Linked DNA regions of Gasterosteus aculeatus: region 1 is linked to region 2. The links are chromatin contacts, called in public Hi-C maps. All regions are on one chromosome and are shown on one strand. The core of a region is the stretch at or near the end of the contact, and the rest is flanking DNA. Distances in the headings are between cores, read along the strand shown. Region 1 holds the start of efnb3b (ephrin-B3b). Region 2 has its middle 150 kb from the start of LOC144410421.

Region 1 (6,367 bases), core at 21-2,520, 160 kb before region 2:
CTGTACTGCAGCTACGGGACTGGTGGACTTTTCACACACTGGATCAATAAGCTCCTAAATACCCACTTATTTTAAACCCCTACTACGATTAATGCACTCAAATACAGAGACATCTTAACCCTGTTGACATAATTACATTCAGAGCATAAAAATAAGTGTTTATAGGCTGAGTCGTAGTTAAGTTGTTCCTCAGGATTCAGGAATAAGGAAACATGTATTGCCATAATACGTCAGATAAACAAGGAATTTGACTTGGCGGTTGGTGCGTAACAGCAAATAGTACGACAATGGACGACAAGACAACAGTGCACGAGGAATAAAATACAAAATAATGGTATGAGTTGGTATTATAGGGCTATGGTTTAGTTTAAAATAAAGGAATAAAGTTAAATAAATACATAAATAAAATTAACATTTAACTTTACATCTCCATTCCTCATAAAATGTCTTTGTAATATGACGTGTTTGTTCTCGGGTGCAGCTGTGGAAAGCAGTACAATCATGAAGGGGGGATTTGGTAGAGAGCAGGTTAAACTGTAGGATGTCCTGCACTGTTCCCACCACATGGGGGCAGTGCAGTCCCAGCTTTAACAGGCCCACGTGTCCCATCACATACATGTAACTGTGCGTGTGTGACAGTGTGAAAGTGAATCTGTAGCAGTGTTCTTTCCACAGTGTAAACAGACTGGAGTGTGTGTGTGTGTGTGTGTGTGTGTGTGTGTGTGTGTGGCCCTAAGCGGGGCCTGTTTCCCGGCTCGTCCTGTGCTGCATCAACTGAACGGATCACTTAGAAGCAGTTCTGCTGGATGCTGGATCACTTCCCCTGCTGTCAACAGGAGGGCAGCGTGGGAGAGAATGGGGGAGGGGGGAGGCATCATCCCACACAGAGAGAGAGGTGTTTTCTTTTGTTTAGACTGGGCGACAGACTTATGAAGTGAGTCCAGTCCACTGATCACGCGTGTATTCACTCCTGTCAAGGAAGCACGTCTGTTCCAAAGATCCCGTGTTTAAATGTCGTCATTATGAGCTGCGGCTCTATCTTTAGTAAAAGTAAAAATATGGCCTCAGGGAGACATTTGTGTAATATCCTTACATAAAAGGCCAGGTGGATCCCATCAATACAACCCTGTTGCAGAGCCGCATGTGATGCCCGTTGCATGCGGAGGTGGCGCTGTTGTTCTTCCACCACGGCGTTGTGTGATGGGGGGGGGGTCACTTTTGAAAGGATGCAGAATAGCGCGCCAGGGAGTCCAAAGGTCCAATGGGTGTGTGTTGGGTGGGGGTGAAACCCATAGAGAAGGAGCAGCAAGGATGCGCTGAGAGTGACTCGATACACACCCCCCCCCCCCAACAAAAAAAAAAAAACTGGAAGAATTGCGCCCCGTCAGTGCGCCCTGCCTGCCGGTCGGAGGATGGGATTTTCTTCCCCCCCCACACACTCACGCACGTCCTCTTTACTCTCCTCCTCCTCCCCCTCCTCCCCCTCTCAAACCAGCCAGTCGGTCTGTCAATGTGCGGCGAGCAGTCGGGCAAGTCGAAGCAGTGGGATTGTGGAGCGGAGAGACGGATGAGATAACCGCGAGAAGCGCTTTCCTCCGGCTCCAGATGATGCGCCACATCTGATATGCGTCCAAATCCAAACCGGGCACCGATGAGCACGACTCGCGACTGATTTTTTCCTTCGTTTTTTTTTTTTTGTCAAAGAAAGAAAGAAAAAAAAAGAAAAATCACTACACAAGTTTCACGTCGGCCTCTTTTTTTCTTCTCCAGACTGCGAGAGCGGAGATGCTTTTATAGTTCTTTGGTTTGTTTCTGCCAGTTTGCTGGTTTTGAATTGATTCCTGCACTTCTCCTCATTTGGGATCTTGATTTTTTTTTCTCCATCATCGAATCCGTCGCTGAAGGAATTTGCGGATTTACCACCGGCGTTGAACCTTTCCACCCCCGCGCAGAGACGGGAACGAGGACCGCGCTGCGCGTTGACTAAACCACCATCAACATGTCCTCACGAGGATGGAGCCGAGGACACGCGTGACATCTTCTCCTTTTTAACCGCGTCCCCCCCTCCGCCAGCCTCCCCCTCACGGAGCACGTTTCTCCTCGGTCCGGCCCGACATGTCGGGAGTGTTATTTCAACAATAAACGAAAACAAAAAGGTAATGGGAGAGAAATCCCACAGAGTCGCCACGGACAACAAGGGAACATTGTTCGCGGGGAGACAACCAGGGCGCACCGAGAGGCTCCGCGAATAGACTGACGTCCGAAAAGTCCATTCGGCGGAGTTGTGGTTGAGTGCAGGAGAAGGAGGAGAAGAGAAAAAGGAGGACTAACGACCGAATTGAGGTGGAAAGTCGTGGGATCGCCGCTGAAATAGTAGAAAACCCACCGTGGACGCGCACAACTCTCGTTGGTTTGTGGACATCCAGACGCGCGGATTGAGCAAGTTTCTCCAGCACATTTCCAGTTTATTTATTTTTTAAATTATCCAGTAGGTCTGATCCGGTCCACCTGATCCGGATCCCCTGAGGTTGTACGCTTCACACTTTGACTGTCTATACAAGCCGGCTCGGCTGCAGTCTCGCCTCCATTGTTTCGACTAATCTCCTCTCTCCACACGCATCTAAAGCAACAACAACAACAACAACAACAAAACTAAAACGATTGGCCCGCTTCCTTTGAATGGGGCTGCTTGTGCTGGGCTTCAGGGTTGAAATGGCGTGTCGAGGAAGTGCCAATGGAATGGGGCTCCTTCTGATATTCTTACTGGATTTACTGGCGACGACGGCCAGCAATATGGAGCCGATCTACTGGAATTCTCTGAACGAGCGGTGAGTTTCTTGTTCGACTCTGTCGATTCACCGCCTCGATATTTGCGCGACCGACGCGACGGCGATCAGCGACCCGTGCGGAGGAGCCGACGCGGGCAACTTCACTTAACGGAGCGTTGCGCGAAGTTGCACGAGGTCAGCGGTTCACCGCTGTTTCACTGCGCTGGTTTGCCATCGATCCGCGCGGGTTTGCGCGCACCCGACGTGTGCGCACCTCGCGCGGCTCCGGTCATTTGTCTCCTCGGCGCGGATTACAGCGGTGGATCCAGCTGCAGCTCTCCTGTACTGTGTGTGTGTGTGTGTGTGTGTGTGTGTGTGTGTGAGATGCTCTAATTGGTGCTCCTGGGTGACCTTGATATACAGGAGGTCCAGGGGCCCCCCGCGGCCCCCGCAGGCCTCTCAAACACCGGCTCGGCCCTCGCTGGTTTGGGTCTCTTTCTTTCTGTCCTCGGGACAAGGTGTCGGGCATTAGCGGAGGAAATGTCTTAAAAACACCTCCCGGCCTGTCCGGCCTTAACGACCGACACCACTTTCCTAACACCTCTGCTAATTTCCCAGTGTTTGAGTAGACGCCCGGCGGCAAGAGGGGGGGGGGGGGGGGGGGGGGGGGGGGTAACAAGGCGGCCTCTGTGTGCGGAATTCAGAGACACCAGGCTTCATTTTCAGACCTTTGACATATTCTACTATACATGTATATTTATACATCATCATCATCATTATATTCCTCATCTTAATAAATGCTTCATGAAGTCCACCAAACCATCAGCCTTGAGGCACCGCCGTCCCCGCTCCCGTTTCTTCGACGTTTTGCCTGCATGACTCACCTCATAATGACACAAAAAGAAGCTACAAAAGCAGATTGAGGCTCACTGATGTGGAACTCCACCAAACCGTGCCGTTCTCAGCTCACACCCACGCCAGGGGGCTTTTTCTTTTAAAGAGTCTAACAGGTTTTAACGTGCTGGAGGCCATGGCCTGCCCGGTTTCTCCACAGATGTGACTGTGCGTGCCCCCCCCCCCCCCCCCCCCCCCTGCTGTGGAGCCAGCCATGAAGCCCTTAATGAGGGCTTTTTTTTTTTTTTTGTCAGCAGTGGGTGGATTCACCCGACAGGGAGTAGAGTTGGACACGCGAGGGCGGTTCTCAGCGAGAAGCCAGCAGCTCGGGCTTTTCAGGCCTCACAGGTGATTCCGCGCTATTGTGTCCTAATGGAGTTTGGTGTCGGGTGGGTGTCGGGTGGGTGTCGGGCCTCGCTGGCAATTAGAGGGGCGGTGGCTCCGACGGGCCGACTCCGTAGTCGTTCCCACAGATTTGCTCGCTCGTATATTCAAAATACAAAGCCTATTGTATACTTTGGGGCTTATTCGTGAGGCTTACTATTCATAGTTAATCAGCTTAGTCATTCCTCCAGTAGTTTATTTTCCGTTTTTTTTTTTTAACGCATTTCCATGTACTTGTTTCTCCTCGGCCCCCACGTGTCGAGAGCGGTACACTACTTTACTTTCAGCTTGCCCGCGGGCAAAATAGGTTTTGGCCCTGGGCTGAAATATGTTGTGAGGCCACTGCTTAGACCAAATGGCGTGCTGCTTCTTCCAGGGAGAGAGTCCCGAGCCCCCCCGCACCCCCCACCCTCCCCCACCCCCCCACCGCACACGCGTTGCCCAGCATTGTCGGTGCGGGGCGATGCCGGAGCAGCCGTCTGTATCAGCGAGGTGCAGGAGTGCACGGTTCGCGTCCCGTCCGCGTAGCAAATGGGCCGTCACGTTGTTAACCTGTCGACCTCGGCCGGTTGCTGTGCTTTGAAGCTCAGACCGTCCACCTGCAGCCTCCCTCCACCTCCCGTCCTCCTTTCCGCTTCCGCGAGCATTCTCCGAGCGCCTCCGCCTTTCACCCTCTCCCTTATTATTCCTCCTCCTCGTGATGCCTCTGGTCCCAACGGCCTCCTCTGCCCCCCCCCCCCCCCGCGCCCCTTCCTTTTTTTCTTTTTCTTCTTCCTCTTCCTCCTCTCACCCCTGTCACTTTCCGTCTGTCTCTATCTCCACCTCGCTCCGTCACTCCACCCACCCTCCGGGGCAGTGGCCAGACGTAGCAAATTGGAAACATGTGTCACATCCAGCGACTAATTATAGCGCCGCTGACGGAGTCAAAGACGCGCTAGGAGTGACAGAGGTGAAGGGGGAGAAGGAGGCGCCGCTTGCCTCGGACTCGTGCCCCCCCACTAATAACCCCTTGAATACACACTAAAAAACAATCCAATACAACGAGCGGGCTGACGGAAGTGTCTGTGAAATAAGTAAGTATCAAAATGCTCACGGCCGCATCCACCCTTTTTATTGACCGCTGCGTCCGTCGGAATTACTACGGCCGCCCGAGAAAGACGCGAGTGGTGTGCAGGGAGGCGTGTGAGGGCCACGGGCAGAGAGCAGAGGCCGTCCCCGACCAGAAGTAAATCAATGCCAGTTTAATCCCAAGTGCCGATTACAGCTTCTGCTCGAGGAAGAGAGAACTGAACCAGAAGGGATCACCTTGGGAAGACCCCACCCAAACCCCCCCCCCCCAAACCCCCACCCAACCCACCGGAGACGTACATTACCCTTATCCTCAGCATCTCCTATTATCGGCCTTACACGGCCGCCCTAATGAAAGATCGAATCTTACATCACTGCCAACACACACACACACACACACGGGGATCAAAGAGGTCAGACTAGTGGTGGACACACACACACACACACACACACACACACACAGATAAAAAGAATGCAAGAAGTGCTTCTTTGGCTTTGGACACTGGTGTGATTACAGCATATGGCGTCGGGCCTTAAGCGGGTTTGATGCCGGTGTCTGTTCTGATTCCGCTCTCACAGCTTCTTCCTCTGCTTCAGCAAAGGGCTGTAGATTATTGTAAACGGCTGCCGAGGGGGGGGGGGGGGGGGGGGGGCGCTGCGGCTCGCCGCTCGTGGTGACTTGTAATACAACCATTCCCCCCTAAGATCCAAATTAATATTTAATCCCCCCCCCCCCATTCCCGTTTCTCAATAATTCATTAATCGCCGGCTAATTGGCGCCGGATAAAAGACGAGCTAACTGGGCTAAGTGTTTCAACTACAAAAAAAAGAAAAAAAAAAGAGAATGAAATCAGTACAAAAGACTCGTCAAAAACAAAAGAAATCAGTGTGAATCTTGTTGGCGGGGGGGCGGGGGGGGGGCTTTCTGGGCCTGCGAGTGGAATGAGTGTTAGTAGGTCAAACAGGGTGTCGTATCAAAGGAGCAGCATTCCACACATTTATTGATTGTTTGTATGTTTGGAACCCCACGCCTGGCTTCACCCCCACCCCAACCCCACCCCACCCGGTAGACTCCACCCGCAGGTTTTCCCCCGTCATGAATAATGCATTCAAGCGCCGAGGCTTTTCTGGGCTGTGTGGATAAGTAAGCGGGAGCTTGGTAAGCCTACACGCATCCTTAGGCGAAATGATTAGAGAATATCCACCGGGTAGTTTGTGTTTTATTTCGAGAGCGAGGGAGTGTAAAAAAAGAA
Region 2 (7,215 bases), core at 2,449-4,948:
TAAATAAAATCATATAAACTGTTTATAAAGCATTCTGAATCAAAAGCCCTGTCTGAACACGCTGCTTTTAAAACCACTTCCAGTAGCTCTCAGGTCCCTCAGGCAGACTGTTCCTGTGGCTCCAGTTAAGGTAGCTTAAAAGGGCCTCACAAAAGGTGTTATTCCTACACTCTATTCCCAGGAGAAAACTAATACCCCAGAGATGATATTCCGGTACATTGTCTGCCACCGTGGCGGGTAACTTGCCGTCTGCACTGCAGCAAGGTCGAGTGTTTGCTCGCTGCAAAAGCGTTTCGCTGAAGAGAAACCGGATCTTTGCGTTGTTGGCTGCTTTGTTTTTACGGGTGCACATGTTGGATTGATCCGGTGCCCCCCCCCCGTCCACCTTACGTACTCGCGGACTCATGAGGCGCTGTCACACTTTCAAATCGTGGAGGGTTTGAGGATTCTCTGGCAGAGTTTTGAGCCCTTTATGAACCGTATTTCCGTAAGTCAGATTAGATGCCGACGTTGCCCTGGGGAATTACCCACAAGTCATTGCAATGTGACGCTGCAAACGTAACCAGTGAAAGCATGGAGACGTGAAAAAAAGTGTACGGCACACCTTTGTTGAGACTATCGTATTAAAGATGTATACATTTTAAACAGTAAGGATTAGAGAAAAAAAACAACCATATAAGTAATTTATTCATAAAATATTACATTCTGTTATCAAAGCAATTTTGATAACAGAATGTAATATTTAGTTAAAAACGTATTTAACTATGAGTCTAAACTATTTAATTTTACATTTTAAGCGTCAAGAGCCTGACATTCAAATCAGAGTATACAAAGTGTCAAATAAATACCCTCAATTTTTTTTAATGTTATGTTGCACCAAAGTGCTGTCCCAATAATTTTGACACCGTTTCAAGCCCTCACAGACTCAACAATTTACCTGGGGACGTCCGTCCAGTCCCTCAGGGTTCAGGGTTTACTTGGGACATCGGGATCGGGCTTGTCTTGTTCCTCTAATGTTATCATGTCGTCAACATTTCACTTTAGCCAATGATTTGTGACCAAATGCCAGCTAATGGTAACACGTTGCCCACCGTCTCAATGACTTGATGATGTGCAAGTCCGAACTAAAGACGGAGCATTCATGGCACAACAGTCTTGTCTTTACGGGTGGTTAGCGCTGTCAGCGGCTGGCGCCTTGCTGTGTGCAGTTTGCCTCACATCAACTTAGTCATTTTGAAAAGAGGGAATTAAACCAGAAACTGAATTTCAAAGATGATTTGTTTTTACTGTATAGTTGGTTTGACATAAAAAAAAATCGTATGACCTTTATCCCTTCTGTATGTGTGGCCATTAATTCTCCCAACTAACGGTTTCAACGTACCGAATCAAACTGAGTTCTCTCATCTGAATAAAAATGCTTTGCCTTAAACTTAAACTTGTTTTACTTTTTACAAAGTGGAATAATTTGTCTTCACAATTTAATCACATTTGTTTTGTCTTGCAAGGGAGGACAAATAGATAAACACACATTATCTCTGTCTTTTGCCAATGTGAGATCCACCCCTGTCATAATATTTATTTTTAATGCTAAATATCAAAGACTCAAATAGGGGTGGTCTGAAGAAAAGAAGGGGATGGCAGACAGAGGGTTGGGATGAAGGGTGGGGGGAGGGACTCCCTGTGGACCCAAATGAGTCATTGTAATGAGTTGCCAGGGTTTGATACAGTTTTCCCAATCTTACTAATGCATTCTGCTGTCAACATTTTCCCAGCTTGCCTCCCGCCTTCCTCCTTTCCTCTCCCAGCCTCGTCTCTGTCTCCTTCTCTCTCTGTTCCAGCCTATCAGACATGACAGTACCAGCTGGCTGCTGGCAAACTCACAGCCAGAGGATATAAGTTGCGTGCGTGTGCGTGTGCGTGTGCGTGTGTGTGTGTGTGTGTGTGTGTGTGCGTGTGCGTGTAGGGGGGGAAACATATCGGCCTTTGATATTTCTGGCAGTCTTAGGTATGCCTATGCGGTTGCGTGTGGGGCACATCATGCACGAGTTTGTGTGTGATGTGTCAAAAGGCGGACATGTTGATTTAATGGCGTGCAATGGGAGCCTGAGCGATGTGAGTCACAGGTGTGTGGCGGTTACTCCGGGCGGGTTCAGGAGCAATGTTTAATTCCTATAAAGATAGTTGTCAACACTTGCTCGAAGCAGCTGTGTACTTTAGTGGCTGCTTGGCATTTGCTTCTCTGCCTGACTCACCGAGCGGATAGAAAGACACGCGTTGGCCTTCCTAGCCGTGTGCTGTGTACTCGCTCCTTCTCTGCATTTCTCTGCAGAGGTTTTCTCTAATGGGGGTAAAAAAGGGCGAAAGACCACGTATTTCAACACGTAAATAAAATCAAACGCCGACCCCCTTCCGTCTTGGCAGCGCAGGACACTTTCACAGGGCTTCAGGAAACATTTACAGCTTATTGGAAACATTCGAGATGAACAGCAGATGTGCCTGAGATTTTGGCACCGTTCAACATGTTCACCGCGACCGGTTCCCCCACCAGTCCCCCCGGGGACTCGTTTAACTGCTGCGCAAGTGAATTACCTGAACTGTGATACGTGTCTCTGCTCATTACCGGCGACTGTGATGTGGTGCTGCGTGAGGAGGACGGGGGGGGGGGGGGGACCTCTGACATTGCACACGTGCACTCGTCCACTCAACATGCACACACATACAGCACAGTAGCTTCAATGTACAGTGTGTGTCTGTGTGTGTGTTCCTTGTGGCGTTTGCCGCTCACAGCACACAGCTTGATGTGTGCCGTTTTCTCTTCTCAGTGTAGATGTCCAATAATTAGCCTACATCATTTGCGCTTTATTTTCAAGGACGTCTGATAACAAAGAGTCTCTGAGGGAAATGTGTGTGTGTGTGTGTGTCTTGGTGTGTGTGCGTGTTTGTGCCTCTGCAAAAGTGACGCAGAGCGAGAGTGGCGGCGAGCAGAGCGCTCGGTGCGTGTTTGTGCTCGCTGTGAATAGGTTCCAGATAGTGCAGCTGATGGTTATCTTTCGGAGAGCGCTCTATTGATTTGGCTGGGGTAAATAATTGGTTGGGTCTACAAGCTGTCATGTTCGGCCTGATTGCTGAGCATCGGTGGTCTCCAGCAGTTATCTTCCTCCATATCCCTCTTTGATCCTTCTCCAGCCTCCGTAGTCCATATCTACTTTTATTGATTAAGACCCTATATGACCATTTTCCATTCTTCAATTAGGGCAATAATCCTTGTCCCCAAGCAGTGTGTTACGAGGTATCGGACCGGCACTTCTTGTCCTGCTGGAGGGGGGCGGGGGGGAGGAGTAGAATGAGGACATTCGGAGGGGTCGGGCGTGTTACAGGCCTGCATGGTCTGCCCTACTTTTCCTTGGCAGTAGACTACATTAGCAGGCTACAACAAAGTGAGGTGCAGGTGTCGGGGCGCACTGGGAGTAACGTGGGGGCATGTTTCATTTCAACGAACTAAAACCAAGAAAGAAATGAATTTAAAAGGTGAACTATTTAAAACATTAAACTGCTGAAACCCGTTTGAAAAGGTAATGGGTTTTTACTAAAATGTAGTAAAGCATTTGCCTGCTGTCTCTGTGGTCCTCACCCTCTCCGTTGGGACTGGGGGGGGCGGTTTGGTGTCAGGTTCGCGGGGCCCTGGCCCACATGGTGCCGCCTCCCACAGGGTCACTGAGCCGAGGCAATGAGAAGACCATTAGCGCCCCCGCTTGAGTGGCTTTGGGAACTACAACCACCATGCGAGCCAAAGAACAAGGGGGGTTTATTATCCAGGGGAAGACACAAAGCCCTCTTCTTTAATGTATGGAGAAATGCCCCATTTACTGCAACTGCTGGATTTATTTTTTAGAAACTCTAGCAGGCCCAACATGGCATGCACATAAACCATGGCAAACTCCAAGGGAACATATTTAATTATGGTTTCGTAAAGCATAAAGCATGATGGCTGCATAACCAAGTAGGATACAGATACAACTGTCTCTGGGGGACATATGCGTAGATGTTCTCCAGTGGTTAGCTTCGCTCATGGATTATACATAAATAAAGATAGTTTAGCTGGAATATGTATCATAACAGCAGTAAAATGAGGTCCCGTTGCATTCAGCTGGGAAAACAGAAGGAGACTTTTTCACAGTACGACACTTTTAAACCGCACAACTCCCTCTCAACATTCCTTCATTTGTCACAAGCCGCTCCGACTCCTGGAAGTTTCTTCTCCCCGGTGCTGCGAGCTACCAGGTCTGAACCCCGGCGCCGCTTCCTGTGGACAAAGACGAAATGAGAGGGGCGCACTTGAATGAATTAAACGGTAAACTTGAACCAAGTTCATTTCCCGTCTTTGCCTTTTGCGCCCGGAGGTCCCGGGGAATCATAACAGAGCGGGTCGAAGCAGACAGCCGCTTCCCGTCACTCCTCTTGTCAGCGCCTCGGAAAAGTCTCTCAAAGAAGAGCCCCTGGGTGCTTTGTAGGGATTGGAAGATGGAGAAACACACTCACTAAAAACACAATAAAAAAAAGCTCCTTTTAAAAAACAGTCAAGTGTCACACACTGGTTTTCCAGCACCGGGTGGAATAATGTTGCAGAGTGGGGAGGAATTTACTAAATCACGTTTACAGCTGTGGCCCTGTAAGAGGAGGAGGGCTGCTGTTTGCATACGTAGTGCTGGTTTTAGAGGGAACCCTTGGTACACTGTTTGAAATCAGTCAGTGTGTGTAATGAATAGAGCTTTATTAGTATTATAAATGAGAGGAACGCAGGCTTCTCATTGTCAGACACCATTTATTTGACTTACTGCCTCCATGCAGCCCAGGCTTCCTGTCTACATCCTGATTTCAATGCCAGGCCTTCTGGTCCCGCCGCCCCCTCCTCTGGGTGACCCCAGCTGGTCTCTCGGTCTTGCACCTGAACCGGGCCCTCCGCTCCGCTTCCAGCTCCGCCAACCCCGTGCTTCTGGCCTCCTCGCTCCGAGCGTTGGCCGGTGATCGTGCTGGCACCATTTCCAGCCAACTCCTCTAGACCTCCTCAAGACCCCGTCCCCAGCCAAGGACGGCGCCCGAGCCGCGGAGCTCCTTTCCGGGGCGTTGAAGTGCTCCACCCCGGCCAACAGAACCAGCTTTGTCCTGCACCTGAAGCAGCTCCACGGCCGGGTCCAGGCCGGGCTCGGGGGCGCTGGAGGCTGCTTCTTCAGTGGGTTGAAGTAAAGGCCTTGGCTGGAGCTCTGATGCTGCTCAACGTCAACATTCATCTACTCCTCGGCCTTTGGTCTCAAACTGTCCCCACCGTGATGCTAGATGATGCAGCTGACAGCCAGCTGGGTATTGCCCTCATAGACCCGGGCGTGGAGACGTGAGACGCCAGCCGGCGCTGGACCGAGTGCGGCGTATCGATGTTGTTTGCTGCATTGGCTGAGAAGTCATAGAATATTGATATGGCATAAACACGTAGCGGGAGGCCATACTCGCCAATATGCCCGCTGCAGCGCGTGTGTGCGTGCCAGCACGCGTGCGCGCATGCGGTGGACTCCAGCTGGTGAGCACAGCAGATAAAGGATGATTCCAGGGTCGATCACTGAGAGCATATTCATCTTCCATCGGGGGGGATGATGTGTCATCTTAAATAATTGAGTAACAAGTGTCCAGACTCTCTCCCTCAGTGTCGTGCCTAACATCTGTGCTTGGAGCGCTCCAGGACTGCGGCGCCACAGCCTGACTCACATCAGCTCTTTGTGACGGGCCGCAGGGGGGGGGCATGTTGATGTTTTGGCACCATTGCAGTCAGTTTAAAAGATTTTATCTGAAGTTACCTTTTGTAAAAAGTCCAATTTAAGAGTTGGTATATTGTAACTTTTCAGACTCAGGACCGATAGATTTTAGCTCGTCGTGACAAGAAATGGCAAACAGCTTATTTCCCATTTTCATTGACGGTTTTCAAGAATGTAATCTACCATGTAGCACTGCCGGCATCCGCGCGCCTCCTCACTTTTGTTTTGTCTCCACAAAAGATGATGATGTGTTAAATATATCCCTCCGTTTGTCCCTGTTTTTGGGTGCTTTTGTCTTATCGTTTTATCCCGCGTCTAATCTACCCCCGTCTCCTCCCCCTCCCACATGTCTCCCGTTCACATCCTTATCCTCCTCCATCTGCCTCTCGTCCCTCTGTTTCCTCCTGCAGGTATTCTTTTTATTGGATGCAAAGACGGCTGAAGTGAAAACATTGTGCCAACAGATAGACGGCTCTTTGAAAATAACATTTCCTGACAGACTTATATACATTGATAAGCAATTTAATTAATTTTTCTTTGTTTGATGTTTTGACTTCATTACGGAATTAGTTTTTTCCCTGAACCGATCCTCGTTGGTCGCTTCATTAATTTTATGGAGGAAATGCACAAATTAGATTACACAGCAGATTGCAGAACACAAATTACATTAGGTAAAATTGGCTTCTTTCCGTTTTGATACATAATTCACTGGTGGTTGATAGTTTACTTCTTGCTTGTACTAGCTGCCCCAAGACGGTTGTTTCTCTTTTTTTTATGTGTCTTTGATTTCACGCTCCTTGGGCAATTGTGTTTTTAGAGATGGTCCTGGAATTTCTGATGGCACTGAACAGGCATCTGCTTCCTCGCCCGCGTGTGTTTGTTTCCCTTTGCTTCCCTTTAGTTAATTATTGAAGGGGAGAATTATGAAAAGCCTCTTTGCTGGGCCTCCTTCCCTGGGCTGTACACCGCGTTTAAAGAAAAGGGAAGGTCAGGGGCAATTAGTAGCAGGACATGTTCATAAGGGAGAGAAGAGGAGGGCAGCAGAGGAGCGATGTCTGTGTGGGATGCGGGCGAAGGAGCAAAGAAAGAAAAGCGTGAAAACTGCGAAAAAGTAGAGAAAAGAGCGAAAGAGATTGACAGAACGGAGGCCGTTCCTTGGGAGTTGCAGTCCACGCTATAGTTAATTAATTCAGGCTTTGTTCCTGTTTTAGACAAACACTGGAGACAGAAGCAGAACAATTTGATTGACTGTTTATTGTCGATGGATTTTAATGGATTCTGGTCCCGGACGATCCACCGGCTTTGGTGTCATAAAAAAGACGACTTCCTGGATACCACTTGAACACGCGCGTGTGCACAATGCTACGCAGCGAGTGGCTCCTCGTCGTGACGTTGTTTCTACAACGCGGCT

What was found. A called contact is a pair of places that touch in the nucleus more often than the background predicts.
Region 1: a Hi-C map of whole body shows a contact between it and region 2, with 9 times the contacts expected there. The contact joins the promoter of efnb3b here to the enhancer-like site in region 2. A contact is called at or near these places in 4 of 6 Hi-C or Micro-C datasets (skeletal muscle, tail fin and whole body).

The regions. Positions count from the first base shown.
Region 1 is chr7:9,741,473-9,747,839 of fGasAcu3.hap1.1, reverse strand. efnb3b (ephrin-B3b) reads left to right here and starts at 1,270. Exons shown (of 5, transcript XM_040181656.2): 1 at 1,270-2,828. The coding sequence starts at 2,680.
Region 2 is chr7:9,578,789-9,586,003 of fGasAcu3.hap1.1, reverse strand. No RefSeq gene overlaps it. Among protein-coding and RNA genes, the nearest start is that of LOC144410421, 150 kb to the right of the region's middle. Within about 2 kb of position 3,698, at least 5 of the 9 cell types and tissues checked have open chromatin away from gene starts, as enhancers often do.